Regions from separate parts of the Mus musculus genome. Here region 1 is linked to region 2. A link is a contact called in public capture Hi-C data. All regions are on one chromosome and are shown on one strand. Each heading gives the region's core, a stretch centred on a gene start, on an enhancer-like site or on the middle of the called end of the contact. The rest is flanking DNA. Distances are from core to core; before and after follow the strand shown.

The links. Capture Hi-C pulls out chosen DNA fragments and counts their contacts.
Region 1: a contact with region 2 is called in a capture Hi-C map of embryonic stem cells, with 5 times the contacts expected there. The contact joins the promoter of Nlrp10 here to the promoter of Ppfibp2 in region 2. A contact is called at or near these places in 6 of 39 promoter capture datasets (cranial neural crest, embryonic stem cells, frontonasal cranial neural crest and 3 more), 1 of 484 Hi-C or Micro-C datasets (B cells), 5 of 115 datasets of contacts at active chromatin or transcription factors (embryonic limb bud, embryonic stem cells, large pre-B cells and 1 more) and 2 of 9 other capture datasets (embryonic stem cells and liver).

The regions. Positions count from the first base shown.
Region 1 is chr7:108,927,595-108,932,257 of GRCm38.p6, forward strand. Nlrp10 (NLR family, pyrin domain containing 10) reads right to left here and starts at 2,564. Exons shown (of 3, transcript NM_175532.3): 1 at 2,526-2,564.
Region 2 is chr7:107,591,987-107,596,921 of GRCm38.p6, forward strand. Ppfibp2 (PTPRF interacting protein, binding protein 2 (liprin beta 2)) reads left to right here and starts at 3,065. Exons shown (of 25, transcript NM_008905.2): 1 at 3,065-3,393.

The DNA.
Region 1 (4,663 bases), core at 1,314-3,813, 1.3 Mb after region 2:
AAACTTCTGTATAGCAGAGGTCCTGCCTCTGCCTACTGAGTACTGTGATGACTGCCATGCACCATCACTCTCAGCTTCAGGAGGTACAGGGGATTGAACCTAGGGATTCGTGTGTGCTGGGTATCCACTCTACCAACTGGGCAATGTCCCTAGATGTCCATAGGCACTCTTAAATTAGACTCAAGCATTACGTCTTAAATAAGCATTAAGAAAAAAATGAGATTATTACGTTTCAAAAAAGTGAGTCTTCCTTAGATTGTGAATGTTTACAGAACTTGTGCATGCCTGCTGAGACCACAAAGACAGGAAGATTAAAAATCTCAATCCTCAGTCCACTGCCTCACATACCAGCGACATGAGCTCAGCCACTCATAGGGTCTCTAGGTTAGGTAAGGAGGTGAGTTCAAATACAGCCAAGAAGGGAAAAGACACTATTAGTGCTTCATTTGTGCCAAGTTACTTCTTCAACTCAGCATTTATTCAATGACAGTGATCAACAGGACTTCAGAACCCAGGAAGTGCTCATTATCTGAAGTCACGTGGAATCCATTGCAGAAATATAACGTATGGAGGTGCTCAAAATAGTCTTTAGTAGTATACTTGGCAATACTCAAATATCAGTATTAAAACTGAATACCAATGAAAAGAAGAAACCTCTCAGAAACACAGTCGGACACAGGGACTCTTGCCACAGGTCTTAGACCTGTGTAAAGAGGTGGGACTACAAAAACAATGACACATTACCTCAAAGTGTCAAAGATGAAAAACCTGGGGATCCCCCGCAAAGCTCTGATTCTGAGGAAACTGATTCCAGAAGAACAAGAAGACAACAACAGAGCTCCAGGCTAGTCAAGCGCAGGCTTGAAGAGCTGGAAGTGGGAGGGTGAGTCAGCTCCGTGGGACAAGAAGACAAAACAGCTACTGTTCAGGAGAGATGGAACAGGTCTATTTTCAGTTCCGCAGGCCAAGCCTGGGTCCTCTTATCCCAGTTCATTATCATCTGGTGGGGTTGGAATTAAAAGCAAAGGTATGAACTCTCAGACACCTCCTGTCTGCTACGTGCTCAGTGTTGGGTACGGAATGAAACCCAGGAATGACCTCAGTGATCAGGGAAGCAGAGATGCCCACACATCAGATCTGTCTGTTGACATGAGCAACTTAATCTCACTTGTTAAACATTAAATTTGAGAAACAAGGAAGGGAAGTGAACTATTATATTGCCAAAAAAACAGCACGGAGATGATTCACATCCCTCCTGGGGGGCACTTGCCCTCCTGACAACTTGACCCCAGGCCAGACTGGAGCAGTTTGACAAGAGACAAAAGGAGTGGGCACTGTCACTGTCACTCTCTAAGAGATGGTTCGGTGTGTAAGAGCGTTGTCTGTGTAAGCATGCATGCCTGAGCACCAGGGCTGAGGATTTGCATTCATAGTCTAGCTCCCGTGTAAAACCACTGAGGGTGGGTACATGAGCATGGCTGGCATTTGAGCCCGGTTCCAAGCTCAATGAAAAACCCTGTCTCAGGAGAACAAGGTGGGGAGTTATAGAACAGGACACCTGACATCCTCTGGCCTGTGCATACACAAAGTACACACACTCATGCATATATGCACACACCCATACACATACACACACACTCACATGTGTATCGTGTGTGTGTGTGTGTGTGTGTGTGTGTGTGTGTGTGTGTTGTGTGTACAAAGACACTTGAAAACTGAAGTTGTTGTCTTGGGAAGAGGATGAGGATGATGAGAAAGATGAAAACTGAAGACACAGACTTTGTAACATGTTAAATTTCTGATACATACACATGCTTCACTGTGTTAAAATAATAGGCCATAGATCTTCCCAGAAAAAAATCTATGAGGCAAAGAAGTGTAAGTAATGTGTGTGGACAATTCCTTCAGGAAACTTGGCAATGAAGGGAATCTGCAGACATGAGGAAATACTGGTCTAAGCAGTCTTTACCCTCACATGGAAAGGGTGGGGTATTTTTTAATGCCAACAAAAAGCATCCGAAGGAAGGATCAGGCTAGAAATACCAAAGGTGGGGACTGAGGATAGGAACTGGATCAGAATCCCAAAAAAAAAGGCAGAAGATAAGCTTTTCAATGAGAAAGTCTGTCCGATGGAGAGGCAGTTGTGTGGTTTTCCTGTTCAGAAGATGAATGAGGGTATGTCTGATAGATGCTCTATTCTACTTGATGTATGGCTAAGAGAATTTCTAAAGAGCTTGACAGCAATGGTAGCAGGACAGGGGAGAGGCCAGGATGTGAACTGCCAGCCCTCAACTGTGCACCTTTCTCTCTCCCCCAAGCCGCCCAGTCACAGCCCTCAGTGAAAACCCCCGGAGTCCAGGGAAAATGGTAGGAATGAGACCTGACTTACTCAAAACCCTAGGCAAACTCAGGCTAGAAATAAACAACAAAGTACCAAGAGTTCAAGGCCAAGAAGCCAAGATGAGAAAACAAAAGAATGAGACATGACTCTCTAGACAGAACAACAAGAAGCAGAGGCCACTTACTGTACCAACGCCAGATCTCAAGGTCTAAGTCAGTGTGCCAGAGATTCTTAGTAACACCTAAGTATTTATAGAAACAGGAACTGAGTTTAATTGGAGGGGCGGAGGCAAGAAATGAGATGATGTTAACCCTGCCCTGGCTAGAGACGGAAAAGACGGTGACAACTAGAGAAACTGGGTATCCAAAAGAAGATAAAAATGGGGAAAACAGGGACCAGGGATAGAAACAGATAGACAAAGTGAGTTAAGAGATATAGGGAGACATAAAACAAATAAACTGAGCAGGAAAGCAAAACAGAAAGGGAAGGGAAGAGCAAAGAGCTGGAGAGGGAGCTAGAGAGAGAGCTGGAGAGAGGGGGGAGAGAGAAGGAGAGGGAGACAAAGAGACAGAAACAGAGAGACAGAGACAGAGAGACAGAGAGGAGCTTCCTTTCAGTCCTTAAGATGGGCTAGGTTAACAACGGAGATGATCCTGGCTTGGTTTGGTTTAGTTTGGTTTGGTCTGGTCTGGTCTGGTCTGGTCTGGTCTGGTCTGGTCTGGTCTGGTCTGGTTTGGCTTTATTTTTTTTTCAGGTATGACTTTTCAAACACACTTCCCAGGACAACTAGAAAATGATATGTGATGGGGTTTATTTTGTCCACACATCACTGAGAGTTTCTGTGAGGCTGTCCTTGGAATGAGACATTTGAGTCAGTAGCTGACAAAAGCAAACTGTGCTTCCTAATGTGGGTGTCCCTCATCCCATCAGATGAGGCCTGAACAAAAGAAAAAGCCTGGCCCTCTCATGACTAAGAAGGGTCTCCTCTTCCCATAGGCAAACACCAATCCCTGACACTATTAATGATACTCTGTTATGCTTGCAGAATGGCTGTCCTCTGAGATGCTCCACCCAGCAGCTGACTTAGACAGATAAAGACAAACAGTGGACGGAGATTGAGGATTCTAATGGAAGAATAAGAATGATTGCAGGATCCTAAGGGGATAGGAACTCTACAGGAAGACCAACAGAATCAACTATCTTAGACCCTTGGAGCTCTCAGAGTCTGAACCACCAACCAAAGAACATACTCGGGCTGGAACTAGGCTTCCCACACATATGTAGCCGATGTGCAGCTTGGTCTTCATGTGGGTTCCAAACAATTGGAGTGGGAGCTATCCCAACAGCTGTTATCTGTATATGGGATATGTTCTAGCTGAGCTGCCTTGTCTGGCCTCAGTGGGAGAGGAAGTGCCTAGCCTTGCAGAGACTTGAAGTGCCAGGATGGGGGCATATCCAGAGAAGAAGAGGGAGAAAATGGAGGAATGATTGCAGGAAGAGGTGACTTGGAGGGGGCAGTGAGCAAGATGTAAAGTGAATAAATAAACACATACATACATACATACATACATACATACATACATACATTTTTTAAAGGAGGTCTCTTCTTACTGTTTATAGACCATGTTTCCCTCATTTGAGGATCCTAGAATTTTATTTTTATATATAACATAACCCACACGTAGCACATACATATATAACATGAAAGTGGAAAGAAGACTAGGGGAAGAAAAAGACTAATGGAGGAGGATTAAAGAGAGGAATAGGTTGGGGTTGGTGAGGTGGCTCAGTGATTAAGAGCACTGGCTACTCTTCCAGAGGTCCTGAGTTCAATTCCCAGCAGTCACATGGTGGCTCACAACCATCTGTAATGGGATCTCATGCCTTCTTCTGGTGCATCTGAAAACAGTGTACTCATGTACATTCAATAAATAAATAAATAAATAAATAATCTTTAAAGAGAGAGAGAGAATCGGTGGGAATATCCACCTGAGTACAAAGAATCTATGCCAACAAGAAAGCTTTTTAAAGGAGCTAAGGAGATAGTTCAGCAGGGAAGAGCACTTGCTATGCAAGCATGAGGACCTGAGTTATAATCCCAGCACCCACATAAATCCAGGAGTGGTAGCTCGTGAGCCTGCAACCCCAGCATTGTAGATGGTGAGACAGAGGATGCTGGGGTTTGCTGACTACCAGCCTAGCGCCAGGCTCAGTGAGAGACACAGTCTTAAGGGAATAGGGAAGAGGGTGATAGAGCAGGACACCCAATGTCCTTCATGTCTGGCACACACACACACACACACACACACACACACCTATGCA
Region 2 (4,935 bases), core at 1,815-4,314:
AGCCCATAGGGCACATTTCACTCAGAAGACCATAACACTTTTTGTTGATGTCTGATTTTTATTTCCTTTAGCCTCGCCCTTCTGCCAGGCCAAGTGGATACAGTGACAATGTAAAACCATGAATAGTTGGATGTTACTTTCTAGTTACAAAGCTCTTTTTACATTGTTTATTTATTTATTTTTTGGTACGGTATGAACACACCTTCATAGTTGCTAAACTAGAGGTAAGAGTTCCTGTGGGTTATTCAAAGCAGCAAGGACAAAATGAAAGAGCTAGGAAAGGCTGCAAGCCTCCTAGTACTTCCATCACCCAAGGAAGGAAGTTAAGACACTTTGCTCACTTATCCTTAATCAGTGTGTCCATCAATTCAGCCTAAAAATAATACTCTGCCCCTTAGCCTGTTTTCATGTCTGTACAAGGTCTTACAGGTCTTTCAAAGTCTGCTTTCTCTAAAAAACCAGTCCAAGGGTAACGATACAATTCTAGTCCCATTTTGTTTTTCTGTTGCCTGCTTCTTTCTTGTAGCTTTCAGTGTAATAAAAGTGAGATTAAGCAAATAATCTCATCAGGTTCTATTTGCCTACATCCCATCACCACAGAAGTGTTCCAGTATTACTGTGTTGGGATTACTGTGAACAACGGTCCCTAACACACAAAGGCCCTTGGTAAAGATTCTAATTTGGATGGAAGCCAGATAGCAGCTTTGCCACAGCAGACATGCTAGGCGTTACAGAGGGCAGTGTGACTCTTGAGAGGGGGCTCTTTTTCAAAGTGTTTCCCACGTGTGTCCCACTTGGCTGAGTCTAGGTCATAAGTGAGGCTGCAGTGCCAGCCTGTGTCATGTGCTGAGGTCTCTGCCTCTCCAGGTTGGTCATATGAGAAGGCTTGCTTTTGTGTGCTTGCAGCTGTTCTCTGTCTTTGCCAAGTCCAGGCTGGGCCCACAGGCTGTGAAGAGAGATCCACCCCCATGCATCTGAGTAGATCTTTGGCAGAATGGAATGACCCACACAGTTCTGATGGAATGGCCCTGAGAGCCTAAATCTTTTGCAGAATGAGGCTGATATGAATGAATAACTGTGATATACCAGCACCATGAATCCAGGGTCGATATCTGCTCTATGGGCAGAGTCATGTCACCTACCTTACTGACAAAGAACATGACCTACTCACATTGAAGGGTGCAAGGGCATCATCCAAAGGAGTGAGCTCTGTCTATATGGTTCCTCTGAAGTTCAGTGAACAGTTTGTAGCGTGCTGTCTGGCTTCTATCCGGGAAATGTTGGGATTTGATAGTTTTGCAAGATAGATTTGTCTCAAACAGTACACCCTGGTACACAGAATCCCCACAGGCAGGATATCCCTGTTAGGTGAAATTTTCGTTGGAAAGGACCTGTTCATTGCTGCTTTTCCTAACAGCATGAGGGCCCTGGAACACCTGCTTCTGTATCGTTCACGTGTGCTTTTCAGTTCCACTCTGGTTGGATTTAAATGAAGATTGATGGTGTCTCCATGACCCACAGAAATGGTTATTTATTATATTGCTGCACATTGGAATCACCTGGGGAGCTTTTCAAATTCCGAATATGCAGGTTATCCTCTCCAACGCCAAGAGATCAGACCCTCTGGAGATGGGAGGAGAGCGTCTGTACTTTTTTTTTTGTTTTTTGGTTGTTTTTTTTTTTTTTTTTTTTTTTTTTTTTTTCGAGACAGGGTTTTTCTGTGTAGCACTGGCTGTCCTGGAACTCACACTGTAGACCAGGCTGGCCTTGAACTCAAAAATCCACCTGCCTCTGCCTCCCGAGTGCTGGGATCAAAGGCGTGCACCACCACGCCCGGCGTCTGTACTTTTAAAGCTCCTTCCCAAACTGCACAGAAGCTTGAGAAAGCCAAGTTCATAAAACATTTTACAAAATAATTGTATAGTTCTGAGAAAATGCTGCAGTTTCTGGGGGCCTGGGGGAAGAAACTGCCCCCGTGGCCCCAAGCTACCAGTGGGATTTGGAACTGCCCACACTTGAACTTATATGAACTGCGCAGGCTCTGTTTCCAAAAGCCTCTCACCCGCTATTTTAAGGAAGTGAAAGAACCGAAGGGTGTCCTGCTGTGACACAAGTCTGGGGCCCCAATCTTCCTCTACTGGCTTTGCCTTTGCTCTGCTGCTGGCCATGTCCCCGCAGTGCTCACACACCTGTTTGCCACAGTATTTATGATCTTCTGTTCATGTGTGCAAGCCTCTGGTCATACCAGTAATTTTAGACTAATTTTGAAAAAAAAAAAAAAAAAAAAAAGACGAGTCGTGTCTGTCAACACTCCAGGTGTAAGCAACTGGAGTCCAGCTTAGTAGAGACTCCTGCCAGAGTCCCTGTATCCCTGCCATCTGAGGCCCTGGAGATTCTAAGCAGATAAAATGAGCAACCGGCCCTTGGAGGCCCGGGTAGGGCAAGCAGCTGTGGTAAAACCCAGGGCCTTATGCACGCTCGAGGTAGGTGCTGGGATTCGGTCTCCAGGTTTTTTTTGTTTGTTTGTTTTGCATACTTGTACCTGACCTTGCAGGGCACAGGAAGTGTTCTGTCTTCAGCTATTCACAAGACAGAACACCAGAGCTTTAACCACTAGAGGGACCTTCAGGAAAGGCGGGGGGAGCGGCGGCGGAGGTTGAGTTAGACAGATCTAAGAGTGACATGGAACCCAAATTGGGGTTGGTCTGGGCTGATTGGGAATGATACAGGTCTTAGACTACCCTTAATCTCAATGGGGTTACACAAGGCCCGCTGTGTGTGTGTGTGTGTGTGTGTGTGTGTGTGTACGCTTGCGCTTCGGTGCTCCTTTCTGCAATTCTCCGCACGCTTTCCTCGTCCTGCTGACAGATTACAAAAACTCTGGAGACCTGAGCACAGTGGGACACAAGGAAAATGCCTAGGGTCCTTTCTGCGGCCGGAAGAGTGCAAGAGTCCTAGGTGCAAGCAGTGGGCTGGACCCAGAGAGGGGCGTGGTCTCCCGGGAGGGGCGGGGTTTGAGCCAGCACGGGAGCTCTGCCTGGGGGCGGGGCTGACCAGGCAAGTCCCTGTGGAACTGGAACTGTGGCTCTTGGGTCCTCGCGGGCCACTGCGGTGCGGGAGAAGGAGGAGGGGTGGCAGAGGGGCGGTTCCTAGGGGGAAGGTCCCAGCAGCCAGAGAGCCACACTCCGGGACCAGCCTCTCTGGGATCCCCGCCTCCGTCACGTGGGTGCCGAACCGGGTCGGTGCTGGCGGGTCTGCCACTTGGTTGGCAGTTGGTCCTTGGGCCAGTGGCCTGTCACTGGGTTCTCCGCTCTTATGTTGGAAAGTGTGAGGGACACAGGAGCGACCTGCATACCTGAGCCTCCGAGAGAGAAGCTGCACTCTGGCATCCAGGTCAGTGGGTCTCCCTGCCTCGGCTCACCGCTATCCCGGGAACTGAGTACCCCCAGATCCAAGAACTACATGGGTAGTTGGGCGTCTGTGGTCTTTTAGACCTTCGAACGTTTTCAAGACTTGGGGACCCACTTATTTGTCTGGGAGACTGAGAAAAGGGAGCAACTCCCCTGGATTTGCTTGAGTTTTCTACCCGACCTCGCTCTGGATGTGCCACCTGCCCCGCGCTTCTACAGGTGGCAGAGTGGTCCCCAGGATACCGGGGTGTTCCGATATCTCAGAGTTCCGGGCGATTTTGACCCAAGCCTTGAGTCCCGTGAGGGCAGCAGTGGCATCAACTGGAGATACCTAGGTGGGTTTGTTCCATAGACCTTTGGTCCAGAGCGCTTTGGCCAGGAGCAGTTCTGTGCACTAATTGCTAAATGCAACACACTTCCCAAAGGCTCAAGGCAGGATTAGGGTGTGGGGATGCTTCTGTTTTTAAAAGTGGGTCCTCTTCCCTCCTTCCATCCTGACGCCAGACCCATACTTTTCCCTCCGATCAAAATAAGGTTATTATATGTTTAAAAACTAGAACTTCCAAGGTTCCGGTAGGATTCAAATAGGCATTCAGCTCTTTCTTAGAGCACTGAGATATTTGATATAGATCAGTCTTCCTCTTCATATTTTGGTTTTATTTCTGCCTGTGTTCATTTCTCTTGGTCCTTAATTGATTATATTGTAGACTGTAGTGTTTATTAGATTACCGAGTATTTTGTTAAGGTAAATGCTCAACTACAGGAAGGAAGTCAATTACAGACCTAATTAATCTTCAGTCTTAGATTACTATTGGTATACTAAACATGTTATCTGATTAGAAATTATTTCTTTCTTCACCAGCCCGTTTGTATGCATATTTACGTGACTTTGAAGTGGAATATTGTTAAGTCTTTTGTTGTTATTTTCATTTGGGATTTTATTTAAGGCTGATGGTGATGGGAACTGGTGATCTCATTTAGACCCTTGTGAATGCTTAGCTAGGCAAGTGCTCTACCACTGAGCAACAACACTCAGCCCTCACATAATATATTAGTGGTATCACTCTGAGGTTTGATGATGTGCCGATTTTAGTTTATTGCTACTATTGTCTGTGTTTTGGTAACTAAGGCAGATATGCTAAGTGGATGGATAACATAAGAGATACATGTAAGAGATAAAGACAGATGAAGGTTGGAACAAACTTACAGAAATTCTAGGGGTTTGTTTGTTTTTTTTCACCAGAATAAGGAAAATCTGGGTAGGTTTTAAGAAGGATCAATCTATATGAGGGATGTCACAGGAAGATGTTAGCGGTGACCTGGGCCATGGAGAGGTCTATAAGGCAAACTCAGTCTATAAGAAATGGCTACTGGTCCTTCTTGGTTCCTGGCCTGATTGGTAGACAGAACAAAATAACAACAAAACCAATGGTCCCAGCTGGCCCAAGGCCACAGACTTCAATGTATGGGATATTAAGCAGAGACTGACTGTGGTCTGCTGAGCTTATCAAAGTTAGAGTCCTTG